3 separate regions of the Sus scrofa genome follow, and all the other regions are linked to region 1. The links are chromatin contacts, called in public Hi-C maps. All regions are on one chromosome and are shown on one strand. The core of a region is the stretch at or near the end of the contact, and the rest is flanking DNA. Distances in the headings are between cores, read along the strand shown.

Region 1 (3,811 bases), core at 438-2,937:
AACCCGCAGGCACTTCTTTTGCATATAACAAAATTGGGTGTGTTATCATGCTTTTCATTTTCTTTGGTATGCATACCACAACACACCCGTACATGTTATCAGTCTGACATAAAAATTACTCTAAGAGGTCTATTATTTATAAAATCAATATTTCCACAAGAATAAAAAAAAAGAATAAACACCATGTTTATTTGGGGACTTGTACCAACTAAGGATTTGAGGGTGTAGCTAGTTTGTGATAATTCAGTCAAGGTGAGTATCAATATAATTGATTATATTTCCCAAGCTGTTTATGTTTCTAGCAGTGAATATTATCAGGGAAAAGTGAAGTTAAAGCAGAGTAGTTTTGTTTATGTTTAAAGCACACAGATCTTTTTAAAGTGTGTACTAAAAAAAAAAAATAGCCACTGGCCTATTTATATTGTTAGCTGTATTTCCCATATTTCAACAAATCTAAGTAATGTCTTCAAGACATACTATTGTTATATGTCCTTAAGAGAGAACAACTGCCAATGACACTGATACCCCCATGGTTGTAAGACATCTGAGAAGTTAAAAATGAAAAAGTTCTTAGAATTAAAGAAATACATTGTTAGTAATTTCCATTGACTTTATAAGAGTTTTAGGGTATACATGAATGCACAGACTGCTGAAATAGGTTTGTTCTTATGTGTTAGTAGTCCTCTTAAAATGTAACAAAACATGTGACAAATGGCCTTTTACTAAAGTCATTTTTCTCACCAACTGAGTATGTGCACACTGGAATGTATTAGGCCTCTGAATAGCAAGTAATGAGAAAAGATTTCTGTGTTCTCACTACCTAACTTCACATGCTTTGTAACCAATTTTCCATTACTGACATTTTTTTTTCCCCAAATACCAGATACTTGGTGGCCCCTACTAAATCAGTACTCAGTGTTCCCTCTGCTGGCTTTGCAGTACATGAAGTAATTCTTAATGCTACTCTTTAAGCCACATTAACAGTAAACCAAGATAATTTTGCAAAAAAAAATTCCTGTTTTAGAATAATAGAGTAATTGTTTTTATTAGCAATGATGCTATACATTCCAAATTTTGAATTAATGTAAATATTTTTAATCTTGTTTCATTTATTAAACTAATAATGAAACTATTTGAGATGTAATATAATATCTGCTAGTTCTTTTATTCTGCTCCGCACACCTGTACAACATAAAATATCAATCCATAAAATGGTATGGGGTATAGATAGAAATAAGATTGTATCCCACTGCTTAATATATTCCTATAGCATAGTGAGGGGAAAAAAAATCTGAAGGGAAATTAGTTTAACAGATCTCTTGGATTTGCACTGATTTGCAAGATTTTGCCTGGCCTTGGTTATAGAAACTATGATTGTAGGCGCTGTTCTGACCTAACAAGTATTCAGTTCAAAGAAAATAAAGAGAAAAGAAATACTTGTCTTTGTTACTTTAGTAGATAGGGAAGAAGCCTGAGAAATTTGATGTCCTTGGCCTTTGCCAACTAAAAGGCCTCAGGCTTTTTGGTTCCATACTTTATGGCAAAGAACCCTCCATCCAAAGCTCCTTTTCTTCTCAATCCGGTAGGCAAACGTAATTTGCACTCCATTTTGGGGGGGCTGATGAAGTTGTACTAGAACTGGACTTTCCTTTGGGTTGGGGGGCATGTTGAAAATTAATGTATGGAAGTAATTCTTATTTGCAAAATATCAAAATAGGGTCTGGGGGTAAAATGAAGTCCATGAATGATTTTTACTATTAGAATGAACTGAAAGATAAAAACCCTGCATTTCTAATAACTTTTTACCATTTTCTACCCCTTCCTAATCAGTGACTGGCACCTGGTAGGTTTATGTATGCACTTCATACCAGCGCCAACTCATTTTTCCTTTCCTTTCAGTATCCTCATGAGAACAAGAAGAAAACGGGTGTTTCCACTGGGCCACGGAGATTTGAAGCATAAATACAAGCTTCTGTCTGCCCCATTTCGCGAGGCAGGAGCAGGGCACACCCACTGGGAGCCTGGGTTTGCTCTGCCACCAGCCGGCTCCCAATCCGGGGAGAAGCCGCCGCCAGGTGGCAGCGCTGAGCCTCCCTGCACTCGCATGGAGACGTGGGAAAACGTGGAGACTGTCAGACTTCTTTCTTCTCCCCCTTCCACCTCTCCCGAACCCTTATCATCCCACACTCTTCCAACGTGTTTAGGTAGCAGTTTAAATGATCAGAGGTTATAGAGTGTGTCGATGAATCTTGATGATTTTTTTTTAAATCATAAATCGAGTTTGGGGCAACGAACAGTTTTGGCCTCCTGTTCACTTGTCAAAGCTCCCAGACACTGGAGACGCCAAGGCTAGCTCCGGTTTGGGTCTAGTAAGTGAACCGGGCAGTTATCAATTACCGTGTCCGTATCTTGCTGAAGCTGCAAGTAGTTAGAAGTCTCTCTCCGAGAGCCGCTGCAAAGGAGGCGCGCTTTACTTAAGGACTGGCAACGGATACCCCTCCTCCTGGAAAGATGGTCTCAGCCAGACGCCTGACCGAGCGCAGCGACTCGGTGGCGCAGGCTCGGCGCTCTTCCTGCCCTGAGCTCGGAGAGGATTCGGCGGGGATTAATGGTGCTCAGCCGCGTTCCGCCGCGCCGGCTGAGACTGGCCTTGCGATTATGGTTACAGGGAGGAAATAAATTGGAATCGACTCAGGCTGTGCTTTTTGGAGGAAAGTCTTTCCTACTGTAAACATGTTTCAGGCGATCCTGTCAGCAGTACTTTAACACCCGTCTTCCGTTTAGGTTTACGACCGGGGAAGAAGCTGAACACACACACACACACACACACACACACACACGCCCCCGCGCCCTCGCCAGCTCCTAGCCCTCCTTTGAAGTTGCAACTGGCCGCCTCTAGCCGGGGGGTGGTTTCCCGGGTGCTCGGCTTCTACATTTCCCCTCTCCACAGGGCCAGCTGGGCCCCTGGCTATGGTGCCCAGTTCCGTCCCTGACCGGAACTGACAGCCACTCGGCCCCCTGGCTTCCCCCGCGCCTTCGCTTTGGACGCCTAAATGTTCCGTGCGCGCTGTGCGTCTGGAACCCACGCTCCGGCTGGCATGCGGCATTCGTACACCGGCTGGGCACTCCCTCCCCGGTTCCACTGAGCCGGCAGCTGCCCGATCAAGAGGGCAGAGCAGGGCGTGTGCGCGGCGGGCGGGGGGAGGAAAAGGCTGTATAGGACGAAGGGAGGTTGACAATTGGTTGCACCCAAACCTTCAAGCGTCCCTTCTCCAGGGATTTCGAAGAGGCCAGCCTGCCTCGGTGCCGCCTCCCGTGCTGTAAAGGCGAGGGAATCGTGGAGTCGCGGCACCCGGGTCCCAAGGCATGGGCACACCAACGCCCCTTGTGACTCGACCTCGGGTCTCATGTTTGGGAGGAGGAAGCTGGCAGGTAAATCAGTGGTAGAGTCTGCGCCCCAGGCGCAGTTACTTAGAAGCAGAGCATGTGTGTGGGGGTGCAGGGTTCCTGCTCGCTTTGTTTCCCCCCCTTCCCCCCGCCCCGCCCCTCCCCGGGTTCGCTTGTCTGCCTTTCCGCAGGCTACCGCGGCAGCCAGGCCCGCGGGCAGGCATTCGGGTGGGGCTGCATAGCCCCACCCCCACCCCATCCCGTGGGGCGCCCTGAAACCATCCCTGTGACCTCAGTAAGGGGGTGTGGATGGGAGCACATCCCGCGGGATCCCTACCCCCAACTCAACAGCCAAATAGAAGCAATTACAGTTGGGGCCCCGTGGGGAAAGCGGCTGATTTCACTTATGGAAAAACGCTTAAAC
Region 2 (3,811 bases), core at 532-3,031, 220 kb after region 1:
AATTTTGTTCCAATGCATACAATGTCCAAGATTTTCTGTTGAGTGGACCTGCTTCCTTGGTTATGTGCTAGAACTTAACTCCAAAGAGAAAGATAAGAAATTGTCTCCTTGTACTGAAAAGGAGTTGTTTGAGTTGTTGTTGTTTTTAGTGCTGATTGGAAAGGTGGCCAAATTAAATACAGATTCGAGCTGTTCTGCCGACAAAGATCTGGAGAGAATTGAGTTTGCCGTGACCCTGATGTGAGCAAAGTTGAGCGGGGCAGCCTCCTCCTGTTCTGCTGCCTGGGATGGGGTGGGAGGGGACCGGTTCCCACAGGCGCCTTCTACTGGTCCCGCCTTGCTGCCCAGGCAAGGGAGCAGAGCCAGGGTCAGCTGCTGTCCTCCCAACACAAATTTCACTCTTGTAGGGTTGCCAGATACAATACAGAACACCCAGCTAAATCTGAATTTCAGATAAACAACGCATGATTTTTTAGAATAAATATGTCCCAAATATTGCTCAATCTGGTAATCCCAAACTGCTGCCTGAGGCAGACGAATCATGAAATCATATAAGTTTTTTTTGAAGAAGGAGAAGAAGAGAAACCCTAGCAATCTTTCAATTCAGCCTCCTCATTTTATGTATGGGAAAAAGGAAAGCTACTTGCCCTCGTAAATGGCACCAGAGCCAGTCCTAGAATTCCCTCTAAAGAGCTGACTTTCTACCCATAGCAATTTTGTGACTGATTTTTCTTTTTTTAAGGCTATTGAATACACAGTACCTTCCATTTTTCTGAATATTTGTTCACATAAACCCAGGAAATTATTGAGCTGTGATTTGTGGCTGCTGTTTTTATACCAAGGCCTTTGTGTGTTTTGCGGCCAACAGACACAGCCAGCACTAAAAGGTTAATTAATAACTACCCCTGACTGCCTCTGCTGACCACAGAATGCCAGACCAGGAGGGGATTTTGTCTGAGGTCACTTATTTCACAGGATTTCCACCACAACTTCACTTGAGATAATGCGGTCATCAAGCCAGGAACGAGCAGAATGAAGAGAGGTGAGAAAGGAGGCAGAGTGGGAAAAGGCTTTTACCCTAGAACTCAAAATCAAACTGTACATGTTTCAGTCACAGGCTCATCCTTTGACCTCTGACCTCTGTCCTCAGACCCTGACTCTCTGCAGACCCAGGGCTCCTTCCCCCTTCCATAGCTGGGGCACCCATGGCTACATCCATCCATTTCTTCTCTTAAAGACAGGGACTGAAAAGTATTTGGAAGCAGATTTTTACCTCAGGTCAAAGCTTACAACAAAACCTCGTGCATGTGTAACTTAGCTGGACTTGAAAGAAGGCTGGGATGCCTACCACGTTTTAGGTAGAGACGGGGAAAGATGATACTCAAAAGCTTCAGTTTCATGAATATCAACCAGCACGTTTTTTCCCCTTCCTTGTCTTTTCAAATATTTTCACCTCGTGCTATGAGTCACTTGGTACAAACAGAACACTATAAAAAGACAAGCTTTGTCTCATCACTTTTTCTCCCCCCCCACACACGTCAGATCTGGCCAACACGCTCTGCCTCTGTGACTGGCCAAGTCCCAAGGACTGCAAAGTGTTTTTGGAACTGGTGTTTATTGTACCCTCTTCTGTCACTTGCCCTTAACAGCACACACGGCCCACCAAGGGACTTTCCCCTCCGTGCTCGGCAGTTCGCGCTCAATCCCCTTGGCAAGGATCGCCGTGACTGCACAATCTCACACCTGCCAGCACTGGAAAGTTCTGGAAATAAGGACTCTGTGCCAGACATTCCTCTGGAGCACTTCACCCCATCCAGTTCCTCATTCTCCAGGCCATTAGCCGAGTCACCAACTTCTTGAACTTGGTTCAACTTTCTGCAGCAAAAGTATGCAAAGAGCCTGTCTGAGAACCCAAGCGGCTGCCCAGGCCCTGGGCTCTAATGCTGGCTCCCTTGCTGCCCTTGATGGCCTCCCCCAGGGAGCATGCTGCACACTTTCCAGGCCTCACACCTGCTCTTCCCTGGTTCTTCAGGACGGCTCTGCGACACTGAGTGAGCAGGCTCAGATCAAGTAACATGTTGTGAGGATTTACCTTGTGACATGTTTGTGCTGCTTCCTGTTTCACTATTTCATCTCTTTTATCTCTAGGAATCCTGGAGTCGATCCTACCGGGGTGAGGGTGGGGTTGGGGGGCGCCGGCAAAGAAATGTTTCTCTGTGCATCAAAAAAATAACTGGAAGATAGATTCCAAATGGTTAATAGTGATTTGCTTTTGTGATTTTTTTTTTGCATTTTTTTTTTTTTTTTTTTTTGCTTTTTAGGGCCTCACCCCCACCCGACATGTGGAAGTTTCCAGGCTAGGGGTCAAAGCGAAGCTGCAGCTGCCAGCCTACACCACAGGCACAGCAAGGCCAGATCCTGAACACACTGAGCAAGGCCAAGGATCAAACCCACATCCTCATGGATACTAGTCGGATTCATTTCTACTGAGCCACAATGGGAACTCCCTGTTTTTGTGATTTTTAAAATATAGATTATTTTTTGCTTCTTTTTTGTTGAGACTTACTTTTATCCAAGTCTTCTCTACCTTTTGTAACAAGAAAAAGGATGTAAGAAAAGCAATCCCTGAATAATCTTCTAGTATCTAGTGCTTGTTTTTAATAAAGTGTGTGTATATACTATATACGTAAGCATATTTAAAAATATACATACATATGCATATGCACATAAAAACCAAATAAAGTCCTACAATAAAGATGAAAGCTGATACATACCTAACAAACAGCTCACTGGCCATCTCATTTTTCTTCGATAATGTATGTCCTGGGGCTTGTTTTCCCACGAATGAGGTATATTTGTCTCCTCAGTCTTTTAGGGTTGACCCAAAGCACCATTCATCATCCTGTCGAGAGCTCAGGGAGAACCCTCTGGAAGCATGGAGAGGTGTAACAAGCCCGTCCAGCCTCGGCAGCGATGATGAAGGTGCCTGGCCACCGGGATGGAACCGAGTGTAGACGAGAATGCAGTGATGAAGGGTGTCATTTCCTGCCTCACTGGCCTGCACTGCAGGTGAGGCCCCCGCCCACCCCACTCACACCCTCATAGCCCTTCTTCCCCCTAATGTACTATGAAATTGAGTGAGGTTTTTCTCTCAGTGGAAATCAAGACTGGAATCCAGAGAGCAGAGCCTAAAGGTAGCCCTGTAAGTGGTATAACATGAAAACAAAGATGCCATTGACAAGAGAGCCCAAGGAAGATTTCCCTGTAGCAGCAAAAACACCCATCCTCAAAAACCAAACAAATAAATCAAAAAGGAAAAAACAAAAAACACAAAAAACCCGACTCCGGTTCTCTTGTGTGTTTCACCCCAAATTCCCTTTCTGTGTTGAGCAAATGCCGCAGAAGCCACCACCAACCAACCTCCCCCTTCCCTGCCCTCAGAAAACTCACAGGCTGCTTCCATGTGTGTGGATTTCATCTCTTTCTAAGGACCTTGTGGATGTCAAGCAAAGCCCACGCCCAAACTGGGGGCTCAAGGAAAACTGTATTGAGACACGATGTGAATGCCACAGGGTCAGGCCCCATAGACTCAAAGTAGGAGCCTTAACGTGAATAAGGGTAAGAACTGGTCCAAGCATGTCACCCTCCGCGGACCCCTGGTGATGAAGGCCCAGCATCCCTTCCTGCTATGTGTCTCTCTGAAAGTTCAGTGCCAGTGAGCCCCCAGCCCCTTCTGTGAATCAAGGTTAGATAATGAAAATCAGCCTGGGTGGGGGAGGGGTATTCATATCCATCCCTAGTAAGAGTCTTA
Region 3 (3,811 bases), core at 466-2,965, 200 kb after region 1:
CACAGCTTTGACTGGTTGCATCCAGAAACCCTGGGTGCTGATGAAAACGCAGACTTCTGGACCCGTAACTTCCTACCTAAATCAGGATGATCTCGGGAGATGAAGTGCAAGTCATCTACATTTTTAACAAGCTCCTCAGGAGACCGCGATCATCCCGATGATGACAAAGCCTAGAGCACAAACATCACGGACTACTCAGTTGGAAGGGAGATGTGTCCTTGCCAGGCTCTGAGCATCTGTGACCGTGGCTTAGCCCTTGCACATGGCCACGTGGCAGGGTAAGAACTCCGTCTTTCCCTCTTGAAATACCTCACAGCATATACTAGGTGCTCAATACAGACATTTGCTTCATTGTTTCTCCTGCTTTTGATGGAGGGAAGAAGGTTTGTGAAATGCCAACAAGAAGGTGTATGGGTTAATAGCATCTCTCCTATTGACCCTTATTTTTCAGCCACTTAACAGTGATTTCTACTCCATGTTCTACAGCCCCTCAGACTTTGGAAAGATGGTCCCATGCGCCTCTTTCCATGGCACGGTTCCATTGTCCCTGAACCAGGAGCAGATATCTGTACCCAGATCTGAATTCAATGACCGTAGATTTCTATTTTCACCTTAGACTAATACTCAATTCTTTCTGGGAATCAAATAACACTTAGGCACCTAGTGTAACTATATGGCTTGATACTGCTCCCCTCTCCACAAAAAGAATACCCAATCATGCCCGTCTTAATGAGCCCTTCCCAGCCCATGGAATTAAATGTCTGGAAAAGCAACATCACAACATATTTAGGGACAGAAAATGCCCTTCCACTGGGAAGGGGAATGGGAAGACAGAGAAGAGGAAGACTAATCATTCATGAAGTAGCTTTTCATCTTCCTGACAATAAGAACTAGAATCGTTATTATATAATTTTAGGATTTGAACTTAGGATCTGTACACTATAAGAAAATATTGAGTTTGTTATTATTTTCCTATTTTTTTTAACAGTCTAATTCCAGGCACCATCTGAAGCTACATATTTTAAAACAAGAATGCTGGAGACAATTTTTTAACCAAAGAAACTCTTTAAAATGCTCGTTTTGAGTAAACCATTTGGCATTGCCTTATTCCAATAAAAATCTCATTTCAGCTTCCTTTCATTGCAAGATTCTAGACCTGGCTGGGGCTAAAGTTTTCCTTTCCTGAGATGGTGGAATTTCCATGAAGGTCAGAGTTTATCCTTGCAGCAAAGGTTAGACAGGTCAGCGATTTGGCAGTAGAATAAAAGGCTCCAGAGGAAATGAAAAACAAGATTACGGAGAATATTAAAATACAGTCTACTCCCCTAAATATAAAACAACTTAGCAAAACGTTCACATACATGATGCAGAAGAACCGAAGTGCTTAGAAGTCAAGGAAAGGAAAATTGTTTTCTGCTGCTGCTTTTTCTCCAAAGATTGCTGAATCCACACAGACACACCCCAAAACATTTGGCCTGTTCCCAACACGCCAGACTCTAGAGCTGCTGTAAAAATAGCTGTGAGCTAGAAGGAATGAAGGGTGGCAAAAAGCCTGTGTTTCTGAGAGGGTCCTTGTTTCGCCTCGGCCCCAAAGATTCTTACGTGAACAAACTCATTTGTCCACGTGGATAAATGCAGTCACAACAATAATCACATTTGCAGGGCAAACAGTCATATGAAGTAAAACTCTCCGACAGTGTTCGCACTCCGAAGGAAAAGACAGAGAGTCATTCCAGATGTTGCTAGATAATGCTGAGCTGTTTCCATGAAAAGCAGTAGGAATGGCATTAGCTCACATGGAAATAATGTTTTAACTAGCTAGGAGTGGTTCCTGGGGCTTGCCTCGATCCTGCCCAGATCTAACCCACCCTGGGCCACTGCAGAAACTATAGCCAGGTACTGAGCTGGTAGACATAACCTCTGGTCAAAAAAAGACATGGCTTGTCTCACTGCCAGTCTGGGCAGGGGACAGAATGTCTCAGAGGACCAAGGGCTCTGGGTCACAAGAGATGCTGAGATAATGCCTCAGAGAACACCAGGGAGAGCAGCTTCAGTGGACCCCATGGGACCAAGTACATCAGTTGCAAAGAAAGGCATCTTCTTTCTATAACTGTTGGATGAAATCTGCCACTCTTTGGTTACATATACTTTGTGAGTCCTTCCCTGTAATAAACAATCCTGGTGACATGCATTGATTTTACTTGGTTTTGATGCTAATGAAATGTCGAGATTGTCAGCTCAAATTAAAATCTTTTTATTTCAGGGTGAATAAATATGAAAGGGTTCTTGGGAATGAGGCTTTGAGCTGGAGTCTAGACGCCTAAGAAAATTGTGCAATGCCCTCCCCCCGCCCCAGTCTAGTATTATAAAATAGTGTAAAAATACTCGTAGACGTGCCTCTGCCTAAACCACATGATTGCTGAGAACTGCCCCTCACTCCCTCAGGGCCTGTCCGAGCAGCCTTTGCTGTGGAAACCTTGTAGAACTCAGCCTTAAAGAGATAGTGCTCAGTAAAGGGGTCTGCTCTCCTCATCCTGGCCATCGTGGGCATGAAATTCTCAGCCTGAATAGTTAGGGAGGATCTATCAGATCTGTCTGGCTTGCTAATTGCAGTAAGGAAGGTGACCCTTGGCCGTGACCCTCAAAACCACCTTCTACTTGGAAGTGGGCAAGGCTGGCCCCCAGCTGGGAGTGTGAAGCAGCGTCTACAGGTGAGGGGAGGCTCATCCTGGAGAGCAAGAGACCATCTGAAAAGTCAAGTGCTGGGCGGGGGAGGGAGGAGGTGAATAGAAGGAAAAGGAAGCACTAGAAGAAAAGGGTTAACAGTCAACAACCACATGAAGGATCCAGCCTATTCAGGAGGTAAGAATTGGGAATGTTTCCTTAAGCCATTGGTATATAAGGAATGGAGATTTTATAGGAAATTAACAGGATGTGGTGGAGATTGAGGACACCCAGTTGATTCAGAGGACAAAAGAGAAACCTAGAAGGCCTTTCACTTAGATCCTCATGAGCAAAACACTAGGTTTTGTTGCGAAAGTTGACTATGATACTGTAATGAGAATGAGATTCTGTTTACGGTCGTCCTATAAAATACAGAACGGATATTGCATGAGACAGATGTACCCTGGGACAATTATTCATTGTTTACCTGAAATTCGATTTTAACTCCACATCTCACATTTCTATTTGCTAAATCTGGCAACCCAGATTCAGTTTACAAGGCACACTGTGATAATTTAAAATGAACTATACCATTTACATAGTGGGTTTTAACATGTGCCTCCAATTCTTTCTCCTCTAAGGAACTGGAGGGCAGGGAGAGAATGATCTTTAACATAAATGTGGCTTCAGAAACCGTGTCTCCTCAGGTCTGGATCCCACTGTATGCACCATATGTGGTTTTTGAACCACAAATCACACCCACCATGCTATGACAGCACCTTATTGCTTCAAGGCTCTTATTGTTACGTCTTCTTCTCCTTCATGCTGTTACTCTAAGTTCAGTTGTTCAGTACCAAGTCTATACATCTTTAGAAATTAACTTTCACAGAAGGCTTTATTTGCCTCCAAAATACTCTTCAAAAGGCTTAATAACCTGGATTCCTCATTTACTTTTAGAAAAGCAGCACAACCTGTAATACATCCTTTTTCTGTGCCATAGGAATTCTCTACATGCTGTGGCTTCCGAATTTCTACACTGGACTCTCTTTTTTCTCCTTCTTTCTCCCTCATACGCAGGAGATCAGCCCCATGGAGCTTATCCACACCTTCCAGAGGATTCAGGGTGCTGTGAAAATTTGTTTCCATT

The links. Hi-C and Micro-C count contacts between places; a contact is called where the count stands out from the background.
Region 2: a contact with region 1 is called in a Hi-C map of liver, with 8 times the contacts expected there. The contact joins the enhancer-like site here to the promoter of SOX4 in region 1. A contact is called at or near these places in 11 of 47 Hi-C or Micro-C datasets (alveolar macrophages, fetal skeletal muscle, fibroblasts and 7 more) and 1 of 2 datasets of contacts at active chromatin or transcription factors (skeletal muscle).
Region 3: a contact with region 1 is called in a Hi-C map of omental adipose tissue, with 2.4 times the contacts expected there. The contact joins the enhancer-like site here to the promoter of SOX4 in region 1. A contact is called at or near these places in 7 of 47 Hi-C or Micro-C datasets (alveolar macrophages, fetal skeletal muscle, mesenteric adipose tissue and 4 more) and 1 of 2 datasets of contacts at active chromatin or transcription factors (skeletal muscle).

The regions. Positions count from the first base shown.
Region 1 is chr7:16,884,710-16,888,520 of Sscrofa11.1, reverse strand. SOX4 (transcription factor SOX-4) reads right to left here and starts at 1,687. Exons shown (of 1, transcript XM_013977467.2): 1 at 1-1,687.
Region 2 is chr7:16,662,876-16,666,686 of Sscrofa11.1, reverse strand. The region is part of intron 1 of LOC102160563 (a long non-coding RNA gene); the gene reads right to left. Among named protein-coding and RNA genes, the nearest start is that of SOX4, 220 kb to the left of the region's middle. Within about 2 kb of position 1,781, at least 32 of the 83 cell types and tissues checked have an H3K27ac peak or open chromatin away from gene starts, as enhancers often do. A contact at or near this core is called in fetal skeletal muscle, liver, mesenteric adipose tissue and 2 more, where this site is marked.
Region 3 is chr7:16,686,940-16,690,750 of Sscrofa11.1, reverse strand. No RefSeq gene overlaps it. Among named protein-coding and RNA genes, the nearest start is that of SOX4, 200 kb to the left of the region's middle. Within about 2 kb of position 1,715, at least 21 of the 83 cell types and tissues checked have an H3K27ac peak or open chromatin away from gene starts, as enhancers often do. A contact at or near this core is called in fetal skeletal muscle, mesenteric adipose tissue, omental adipose tissue and 2 more, where this site is marked.